Regions from separate parts of the Mus musculus genome. Here regions 2 and 3 are each linked to region 1. A link is a contact called in public Hi-C data. All regions are on one chromosome and are shown on one strand. The core of a region is the stretch at or near the end of the contact, and the rest is flanking DNA. Distances in the headings are between cores, read along the strand shown. Region 1 has its middle 33 kb from the start of Gm33041. Region 2 has its middle 40 kb from the start of Gadd45g. Region 3 has its middle 62 kb from the start of Gadd45g.

Evidence for each region. A called contact is a pair of places that touch in the nucleus more often than the background predicts.
Region 2: a Hi-C map of bone marrow-derived macrophages shows a contact between it and region 1, with 28 read pairs. The contact joins two enhancer-like sites. A contact is called at or near these places in 4 of 484 Hi-C or Micro-C datasets (the HL-1 cell line, bone marrow-derived macrophages, nephron progenitors and 1 more) and 3 of 115 datasets of contacts at active chromatin or transcription factors (double positive thymocytes and embryonic stem cells).
Region 3: a Hi-C map of bone marrow-derived macrophages shows a contact between it and region 1, with 23 read pairs. The contact joins two enhancer-like sites. A contact is called at or near these places in 7 of 484 Hi-C or Micro-C datasets (the HL-1 cell line, bone marrow-derived macrophages, embryonic stem cells and 2 more), 7 of 115 datasets of contacts at active chromatin or transcription factors (differentiating embryonic stem cells, embryonic basal ganglia, embryonic forebrain and 2 more) and 1 of 9 other capture datasets (embryonic trunk).

What each region holds. Positions count from the first base shown.
Region 1 is chr13:52,188,110-52,191,145 of GRCm38.p6, reverse strand. No RefSeq gene overlaps it. Among named protein-coding and RNA genes, the nearest start is that of Gm33041, 33 kb to the left of the region's middle. Within about 2 kb of position 1,430, at least 64 of the 459 cell types and tissues checked have an H3K27ac peak or open chromatin away from gene starts, as enhancers often do. A contact at or near this core is called in bone marrow-derived macrophages, where this site is marked.
Region 2 is chr13:51,884,745-51,887,780 of GRCm38.p6, reverse strand. No RefSeq gene overlaps it. Among named protein-coding and RNA genes, the nearest start is that of Gadd45g, 40 kb to the right of the region's middle. Within about 2 kb of position 1,505, at least 95 of the 459 cell types and tissues checked have an H3K27ac peak or open chromatin away from gene starts, as enhancers often do. A contact at or near this core is called in bone marrow-derived macrophages, where this site is marked.
Region 3 is chr13:51,907,133-51,910,168 of GRCm38.p6, reverse strand. No RefSeq gene overlaps it. Among named protein-coding and RNA genes, the nearest start is that of Gadd45g, 62 kb to the right of the region's middle. Within about 2 kb of position 1,513, at least 19 of the 459 cell types and tissues checked have an H3K27ac peak or open chromatin away from gene starts, as enhancers often do. A contact at or near this core is called in bone marrow-derived macrophages, where this site is marked.

The DNA.
Region 1 (3,036 bases), core at 181-2,680:
CAAACCTGCCTCTGCACACTGTAAAATCTCTAGCATTGAGTAGTTACTAACTGCCTGGCTCATTTCAACCTGCCGCTTGATGGCTCAGTTAAAACCATCACAGATGCATATGTGCGCAGGGGAGATCAAGGAGTAGTTTGAGACAGGACCGGATGCATCCCAGGCTAGTCCTGATCTCAAGATGTTGACGATAACCTTGAACTCCTGATCCTACCGCGCCCCCCCCCCCACTTCCTGAGTGCCGGGATGGGCAGTCACCCCCTTTGCCCAGTTTTCTATTGTTTATTTTAAAGGGATTTCAAAAGGTTTGGGGGTTTAGAGTCTAAGGGGAATACTGAAGTAGATTGCTATTTGAATAAGAGATGTATTAAAAGATTATTAATGCCATGGATGGTCAGACAGACAGCATCCTGGGCAGGGACTCAGAGGACAAAGCAAGTCTAAGTGGTGGGGAGAGAGTAACTTCTTATACCTTTTAAAGTCAGGGAAGGTTCTGTGCCACATGATTAATGGACAGTCCATAGTACTCTCTTACAGTCTGGCTGTCTCTACTTCCTGTGAGCCCGGAGCCTTCGTGCAGAATCAGCAGCTACAAGGGCGTGGAGAACAATAATCTAGAAAAACGAGTTAATGGAGGTACTTCACGTGTCGTGTGGCCCTGGCTGACATCTAAGACACAATGGAGTGAGTGGAGAGTCAGGTCTAAAACGTCTGACTCATGAGCCTCTAGGCTGTGTGACCTTGGCCAAGTCACTTTCCTTCTCAGAGGAGGGTCACCAGCAAGTAAGCACACAGCTCCCGTGCCAGGCTGACCCGGTGGAACAGGGAAGGAGGACATGTTTTGCTATCAGTCCTGGTTATAATGCTGTCTGACAGGATGAATTAACAATAGTGTTTTAAACAGACTACACCTAACTCCAACCCTCAACTGCTGACCTCGGAGACCAAGACAGATGAGTGACAGTATCTGTCCTGTTATGGATCAATAAAACCAAAACCAAATCTATGCAGGGCCAAGAGCTAGGCACCCTCCTCTCAGAGCATCTGACCTGGCGACATCAGCCAATCCCTTCCTTTTACAAGGGCAAGACCTTCAGGGGTCACACTTGACATTCCAAAGTGGAATAGCAGTCACTTATCTGTACCATGTCACTAGAGCTGTGTGGGTCAGAGCCTACACCCTGGCAGCTACAAGGCAGGCTCAACCACCCGACCTGTCGTACCAGTCAAAGAGAGTAGTAATAGTGAAAGGCAGAGAAGCGGGGCGGGGGGTTCATATGATCCTGTCAGGAAGAAGGAAGAAGTTACCCCCAGTCTATCGCCAGAGTCTCGACAGGAAGCTTAGGCTTAAATAGAATGCAAGAGGCATGCATAGCTAAGCAGTCAGGTCAGGGTGTGGTCCTGCCCAGGATCAGCCCATCCCTGACACAGCTCCAGTTAGTTCAGTCCTTCCTCAAAGTGTTCTGGCGAGAGATCAGAACTGTGGGACGTCTCTTCCTGGGAGGCAAGGCAAGTTCCTCCTCTAATCAACACCAAGCTTCAACCTTTTTTTTTTTTTTTTTTTTTTTTTTTTTTTTTTGCCTCAGCATGGGATTCCCAGGAAAAGTCCAGCGGTTGGAGCAAGCTTCAACCTGTTTCAATAGTCTGATAGTACAGGCATTTCTTCCTAGAGTACCCCCTGCCTGATGGAACAGTTACAATTGTGCACTGTTCAGACTGCGTGCGTGCATCCCTGAGGTCACCGAGACTGGAGCCTGAACAGCACCATCCCATTTAAAAATGCATTTTCCAAGCGAATCACCTTTCAAATGACTTGCTTTACAAACCTTGACTATGCCATTTCGGGAAGATCCAGGCCCAGGGTCTGGATGAGTAGCTGCTGAATAAGTTTCTTTGCAAATGCCTGTTTGCACGTGCACGGTGGACAGATGTTATCAATGGCTGATCTGGGTCAGTGGTGTCTTTTGTTCCTGGGATTTGGAGGCTTCTGGGAGGCTAGAACTCAGAACACGTAGGGCTGGAGGGCTCATGTTATAAATGATTCAGCTGAAAATAGATTAGTCTGTTTCTCGTTGCTATACCAAAAATTTGAGGCTTGCAACTATATAAGGAAAAAAAGGGCACTTACTTGGCTTTTGGTTCTGGTGCTCAAGTATGTGGCCCTGGTGTCTGCTTGGCTCTGGTGAGAGATTTCTGGCTCCACCTCAACATGATAAGGAAGATGGGACAAGAGGGAATGATCACATGACCAGACAGAAAGCCAGAGGGATGCAAAAGTCAGCTTCCTCTTCACAGTAATTTGTCCCCATGACAACTAATGAGTCTTGAGGGACATACAATTCTTTCAGAGGGAAGAGCCATCATGAATGTTACTCAACAGGGTTAGTAGTTGTGACATCATTAGTCATGGCTGCCCCTCTTAAAGGTCCCACAGTCTCAATTCCACCGCACTTGGCACCAGGTTCCCACCACATGAATCTTGGTGTAATCATTCAAACCACATGAAAGCTATGGTAATCATGACTGAGCAACCCGGCAATCTGGAAGGATCCAGGTTCTGTTTGCTGGCCTTCCCTGAGGTCTATGGTCAGAGTAAAGCTGATATTTGAGTGCTTAAAAGAGAAACAGAGACAAGAAAAGTCTTGGAGGGCTGTGTCACCTCAACAGGACATGACAACTGTGACAGGCAGGAGCAGAGCTGGCAGGATTGTCCCCATTGTCCAGGCAGTGTACAGCTGGCCTTATGTCAATAGCTAAGCCTTCCTACACAGAACAGAGTCCAAGGGGTGCTGTCGTCATATGGACTTGGCTGCTGAAGCTGGTGGAGAGATTGGGGATTAGCTGCTGGGTAATCCAGGCTTCTCATTCCACCTACAGGGAGAAATGGACCCCTGCACTCACAGACATGTAGAACTGCTTGGAATATAGTTCCTCAGAACTGCGTTGAGGCCACCTCATCGGCGGCATAACGCTAAGGTCCCACGGGGAAAGTGACCTATAGACTGAAGCGTAGAGTCTGTGTCCAAGTGAGCAAAG
Region 2 (3,036 bases), core at 256-2,755, 300 kb after region 1:
GGTGGGTATAGCAAGCTTAATGGGAGTGATGTTCTCTGTGGTTCGATGCCCAAAACAACATATTGGGAATTCAGCACTAGATGTGGATCTTTCCACCTTCTGCCGTGGGATGGCACAGCATGAAGATCCTCCTGGCCAGATAAGTATTTTGAGCTCCCCCGAACCTAGAACAGTAAGACCTAATTCTCTATTCTTTATAAACTACCCTGGATATTCTGTTACAAATGGACTAAGAATAGCGGTGCTTTGCTGAGTCTAAAGGAAGTGGGCTCTTTTTCTCTGCATCCTCTTCCCGAATAACACCACTCACATCTCTTTCTTCTGTTCTATAAGAGCTACAGTCCAGACATCTGTACCCTACAGTCAGACGCCTCAGCCTGCCCAGTGGGCAGGATTTTAATAAAAGAAACTATCACTCATGTGAGCCACAGAGAGTTGTGTACCAACCAGAGGCTAATCTTTTCTGTGTCTTGAGCTTGTGCAAGTCAGAGAGGAAACAGAACCCCATCTCACAACTTGAAGACAGTCATAGCATTGAAGGTATCCCTGCCTAAGCTGAAGAGTCTTCTGCTCCTGTTTACCTTGGTTTTATGACTCCAGGTCTAGGAAGGGAAGGAGAGGAGGAAACCCGAGGCAATACAACCTCTTCACCACAGACACAACCACAGCCTCCACCATCCAAGGTCCGAGCAAAACAAGTCTCCCCCACCAGGCCGTGCTCCTCAGCCAAGCATTCTCATGTCTGGGAAAGGAATTCGTCTTTCGCAGAAGACATTAGCAAACACAGCCATAAACTTGGAATCCGCAGTCTGACATGTCAGAGGCTCAGAAGAAAGCTTTAACTCCTGAAAGCCGCTCTACCACGTCATCTCTTGAACATCCAGAGTTGAAATGTGGCCGGCGATGGCTGGGTGCCCATCCCATTATGTGCAGACTTAAGCATCTGTGGCATGGTGTTTTCTCAGTCAAACCTTTAAATCAAACTCAGTACACCGGATAGAAAGGCATCCAAGCTATCTCTTGGGGCTGAAAATAGATGCCCAGCACACTTTTGAATTCCATCTATAAAGGGTTTGGGGATAACTTCTCAAGAGCCTGCTAATCTGTTGATCACATCTGAACATTTGTAGCTGCTAACTCTCCTTAAGGCAATCTGAATGGGGATTCAGCAGACTGACCCGCGGCTAAGGCTAAAAATTAAGTACATGTGCAGTTTTGAGCTTCTCCATGTCTCAATTTTATTCGTGTATTTACCTACAAGTGCTGAGCTGATGTCGGAGTTTAATCTCAGCTCTTTCTTCTGTTATAAGAAAAACTTCACAACTTCCTGTTGGCCCGTGACCGTGTATTTATATCTCATGCATATACTCCCATAAAACCCGTAGCTGGAGATGTGTCTGTCACCAGCCAGACTCTGCAAAGACAAGAGAAACTAAGCAGTGTGCCTGTCCCCAAGGTGTCCATAAACATAAGAGCCGGAGGAACTCACTTCCTGTGGAAACAACACAGGCCTCAGTGACTCAGTGTGGCAACAGCTTCTCCCTCTCCTAGCTTGGGTAGGAGGGACCTACTCCACACAGCTGCTCAAAGCCTCTGGGGCTGGCAGACGTTTGGTTTGCTTTTGGTTTTTTTGTTTTGTTTATGAAACAATATTCCCAACTCATGATCCCACTGCCTCAGTTTCTTCCGTGCTGGGATTATAGGTGGGTGCCATAGCTGGCTTTCAATCTCTCTTCACTAGACCCACAGATATAGGGAGGAGAAAACATGAAAGGAGACAGAGAACCAGGGTTTGGGGACCGACTACTCCCACCCACAACCCATATGCAGAGCCACACCGACTGGCAGCCGCAAGGATGCCACTGTGCAGATAAGCCGAGGCCCACAAAGGAAAAGGCAAAGAAAGAACATGAAACTCAACACCATGTGTGAACACCCTCCCACTGGGTGTGAACACACCACTCACTCCACATAGGAACTCGGCACTCATGCCATGTGTGTGAGCGCACACTCCTACCACCTGTATACACACTCTCGCTATGAATGAACTCTCACCACATGTGAACTGGTCAAACACACACATACATCAAGTATGAACATGCGGCTCATGCCACATGTGTATTACACGTGAATGCACACACTCCCACCGCATAAGAACTTGAAAATTTGTACTGCATGTGAGCACACACTCACCACATATGAATACTTCCCACATGTGACCAAACGCTCCCACTGCTCCGGGGCACACACTCACAGTACACGAGCAAACACCAGTCCCAGGAGTCTAATGACCCTAGTGTGACCATGGAATGCCTTTGTCCTCTGTGCTTCTTCAGCTGACACTGAGCTCTTCACAGCAAAGCCTTCTTGCTCCTCAGATTCACACACAAATTTAGAGTGTACATTTTAAAAAAAAAGATTTATTTATTTTATGTATGTGAGTACACTGTCGCTGTCTTCAGACACACCAGAAGAAGGGCATCAGATCCCGTTACAGATGGTTGTGAGCCACCATGTGGTTGCTGGGAATTGAACTCAGGACCTCTGGAAGAGCAGTCAGTGCTCTTAACCACTGAGCCATCTCTCCAGTCCCTGCACATTTTTTTAATCTTTCACCAACACAGCACAAATAGCAGAGCAGGTAGATAAAGTAATTTCTCCATAGACAGTGTGAGGTGGGTGTGTGTTTCTGTGTGTGTATGTGTGTGTGTGTGTGTGTGTGTGTGTGTGTGTGTGGTATGTGTATGTGTGTATGGTGTATGTGTATATATGTGTGTGTGTGTGTATATGTACATATGTATATATGTGTGTAGTGTGTGTGCATATGTGTATGGTGTATGTGTGTATACATATGTGGTGTGTGTGTGTGTGTGTATGTATGTGTTTGTGTTACTCTAATGAACCTAGTCACTCAGTAATTGAGGCCACCCAAGACAAGTGTACAGTCCCCTGCAGACCAAATGTCAATATTTAACATTGTTTTCCAGATGTCCAGACAAAGCCATAACTCCAGCCTTTCTCTTAGTCTCAGTGCTG
Region 3 (3,036 bases), core at 264-2,763, 280 kb after region 1:
ATGGTTGTGAGCCACCATGTGGTTGCTGGGATTTGAACTCCGGACCTTTGGAAGAGCAGTCGGGTGCTCTTACCTGCTGAGCCATCTCACCAGCCCCCTATTGGGTTTTTATGAACCACTACCTCTCTGAGGGCCACCACTAAGGGGAGAATCCAGCCCCCCAGTAGGTTGAACCAGGGCTTCAGCAACTTCCCCGGAAACTCAGTAGCCACTTACATTCCATCATAGCTCCTGAGACTTGACATTAGACAAGACTAAGCCACTGAGATGGGCCACCTATAGACCCTCTGAATCCCCTTTGCCCACCCCTGAACAGGCAATCTTCCCTTAGGCTGCAGCATCAACCCCAGGCATGTCCAAATAGGATTAGGGTTGGGATTAAAGTTAGGACTGGTGGTGTGTAGATGGGTAGTTGGATGGAGGGGTGAATAGATGGGAAGGATGAGTGGATAGATGGTTGGGTGGGAGGGTGGATGGGTAGATGTGTGGATGTGGATGAATGGACAGACTGGATGGATAAATGGACAGATAGTATGTAGACATGGATGTTAGATGCTGGGGTCTCCTTGTCAAAACTCAATACACTGGGAAGTCCTCACACTTGTTGGAGGCTCTTCAGACATTGTTAGGTGGCCATGTTGATGAGAATAGATCCTTAGAGATCGCACACATGATCAGAAGGGGAGAGGGACTTGAACTTGGCCCATGTTCTGCTTCATGAGCAGCTGGACGGCTTCACCAGATGCCAGAACCACGTTCCTGACACCTCACCTCCAGAGCTTCAGGCAAGCAGACCTCTAGTCTTCACAGACATCCAGCTTTGGGTATTTTGTGATGGCATTGGGAAACAGACTTAAGATAGACATTAGCTATAGCGCATGAGTGAGCTTTGTGAATCACAGTCCAAGCGGATGTGAAGAGTGAGTGAGCACTCTCTGGCTTTGTCTGGATTCTAGGTCACTCGCAGGCTTTCCTGTGGGCTTGCTCACCTGACTTATCCCCAGGGCTGGACCAGGAAACCCTCCCCCCCCCCACCCCTATTCCCCAAGCCTCTGACCTCAGCATCCACCCATGACTCATCATTTCTACCTGATTCCAGAACTGGGACTTGAGCAGACAGCATGCAGAGGTAGGTGGGACTCTGCCTGTCACACACATAGGCCTGGCTTGGTATCTCCCTTCTACATCACTTAGCTTGAAATACAAGCACCTACTGTGGCAGACCAGCACAAGGCTCCAGCACATCAGCACAGACAAGAACGGACTCCTCCAGCCAAGTATCACAATCTCAAGCAAGTATGGAAGGAGTCAGTTTAAAACAAAATAAAAAATGACTCAGTGTAGTGAGGTGGGGGTCGGGAGGGTGGTTTGGCAGGGGAAGGAGAAGAAGAAACTTCCACCTGCTTTCACACCACAGGAAAGTAACTTTCCCCACCAATTCATTATTGCTCCATGCCTTTTCTCTCTCTACCCTTTTCTGTCTAGAAAAGCAACTTCCTCATCTTAGCCAATTGGAACACTGACACTCAGTCGAACTTGGTTTGCCCGATTCTAAGAAAACGCCTGCTAAGATCTACATATTACTAAGAAATCACTAAATACTAAGAGTTTTTGTTGTAGTTTTGTCTCCTGACAGCAACGACAGAACTCGAAGAGTTTGTTTGCTCCTGCAAGGCTGACTGTCTGTCCCTACAGGGAAAGTGGAAGAGGGACATTAGCCAGTTCACAGTCAGGCTGTGGAAGGCAGGGCAGAGAGACTGGAAAGCTTGAAGCTCACTATGAGCATGTGACAAGTGGGAGCCAGTGTCAGTTCCATGTCACAAGTGAAAGCATGGGACAAGTCAGGTGAGCGAGCCCACAGGAAAGCTTGCAAGTGACCTAGAGTCAGAGGAAAGCCAGAGAGTGCTCACTCACTCCTCACATCCGTTCCGACTGTGATTTGCAAAGCTCACCCATGCGCTACAGCCAATATCCATCTTAAATCTGTTTCCAATGCCAACACAAAATACCCAAAGCTGGATGTCTGTGAAGACTAGAGGTCTGCTTGCCTGAAGTTCTGGATGTGAGGTGTCAGGAGCATAGTTCTGGCATCTGGTGAAGTCTTCCAAATGCATCAGGTATTGCTCATGATGCAGAACTCGGGCCAAGTTCAAGTCCCTCTCCCCTGCTGATAAAGTCCTAGTTGATCCTGTGACCCCATCTGACCCTTGTCACTTCCCAAAGTCGCATCCCCAAGCACTGTGAATATATAAATATGGGATCATGGTTCCAACATGGGATCTTTTAAGGTACTTAACCAAACCACCTCAGCCCTCCTTGAGTGGAGAAAAGAAACATCAACTTTGTGACATACAGGTGAGAGACACATTTGTGACAGGGGTGAGAGTCAGGACTTCCCTGACCTCCTTTCCTTGACCTTTCTGGGCAGATGTCTAGTTAATCATCTTCAGGGTAAGGCTTCAAACACACCAGGTCCCTTTTCCCAGGGAAGCGCCAGCCAGCTCTGTAGGGTCTTCTCCTCTTTCTTCCTTTGTCTGTGTGTGTGTGCGCGTGTGTGTGTGTGTGTGTGTGTGTGTGTCCATGTACATAGGTGTATGTGTGTGTGGATGCTTATGCGCACATGCATATGGGCACATAGAGGTCAGAGGTCAATGTCAGTTCTCAGGCATCATCCATGGGGTCTTTTTATTTTAGTGTGTCCGTCTGTCTGTCTGTCTGTCTGTACATGCTATAGCATGGATGTGACAGAGAACAATGTGTGGGACTTGGTTCTCTCCTTCCACCAGATGGTCTTACAAGGTTTGATGGCAAGTGCCTTTACCCACTGAGCTGTCACACTAGCACCCACCTTGTGTGTTGAGACAGGGTAGCACCCCGACCCAGAAGCTCAAGGCTCTCCACGTTTTTCCATCCCCAGTACTAGAGTTGCAAACTCTACCTCAGCCAGCTTTTTAATTTTGATATGAGTTCTGGGGGTTGAATTCTGACCTTCCTCCTTGTTGCTGGCTGAGCCGTCTCCCAACCCCATGTCTCCTT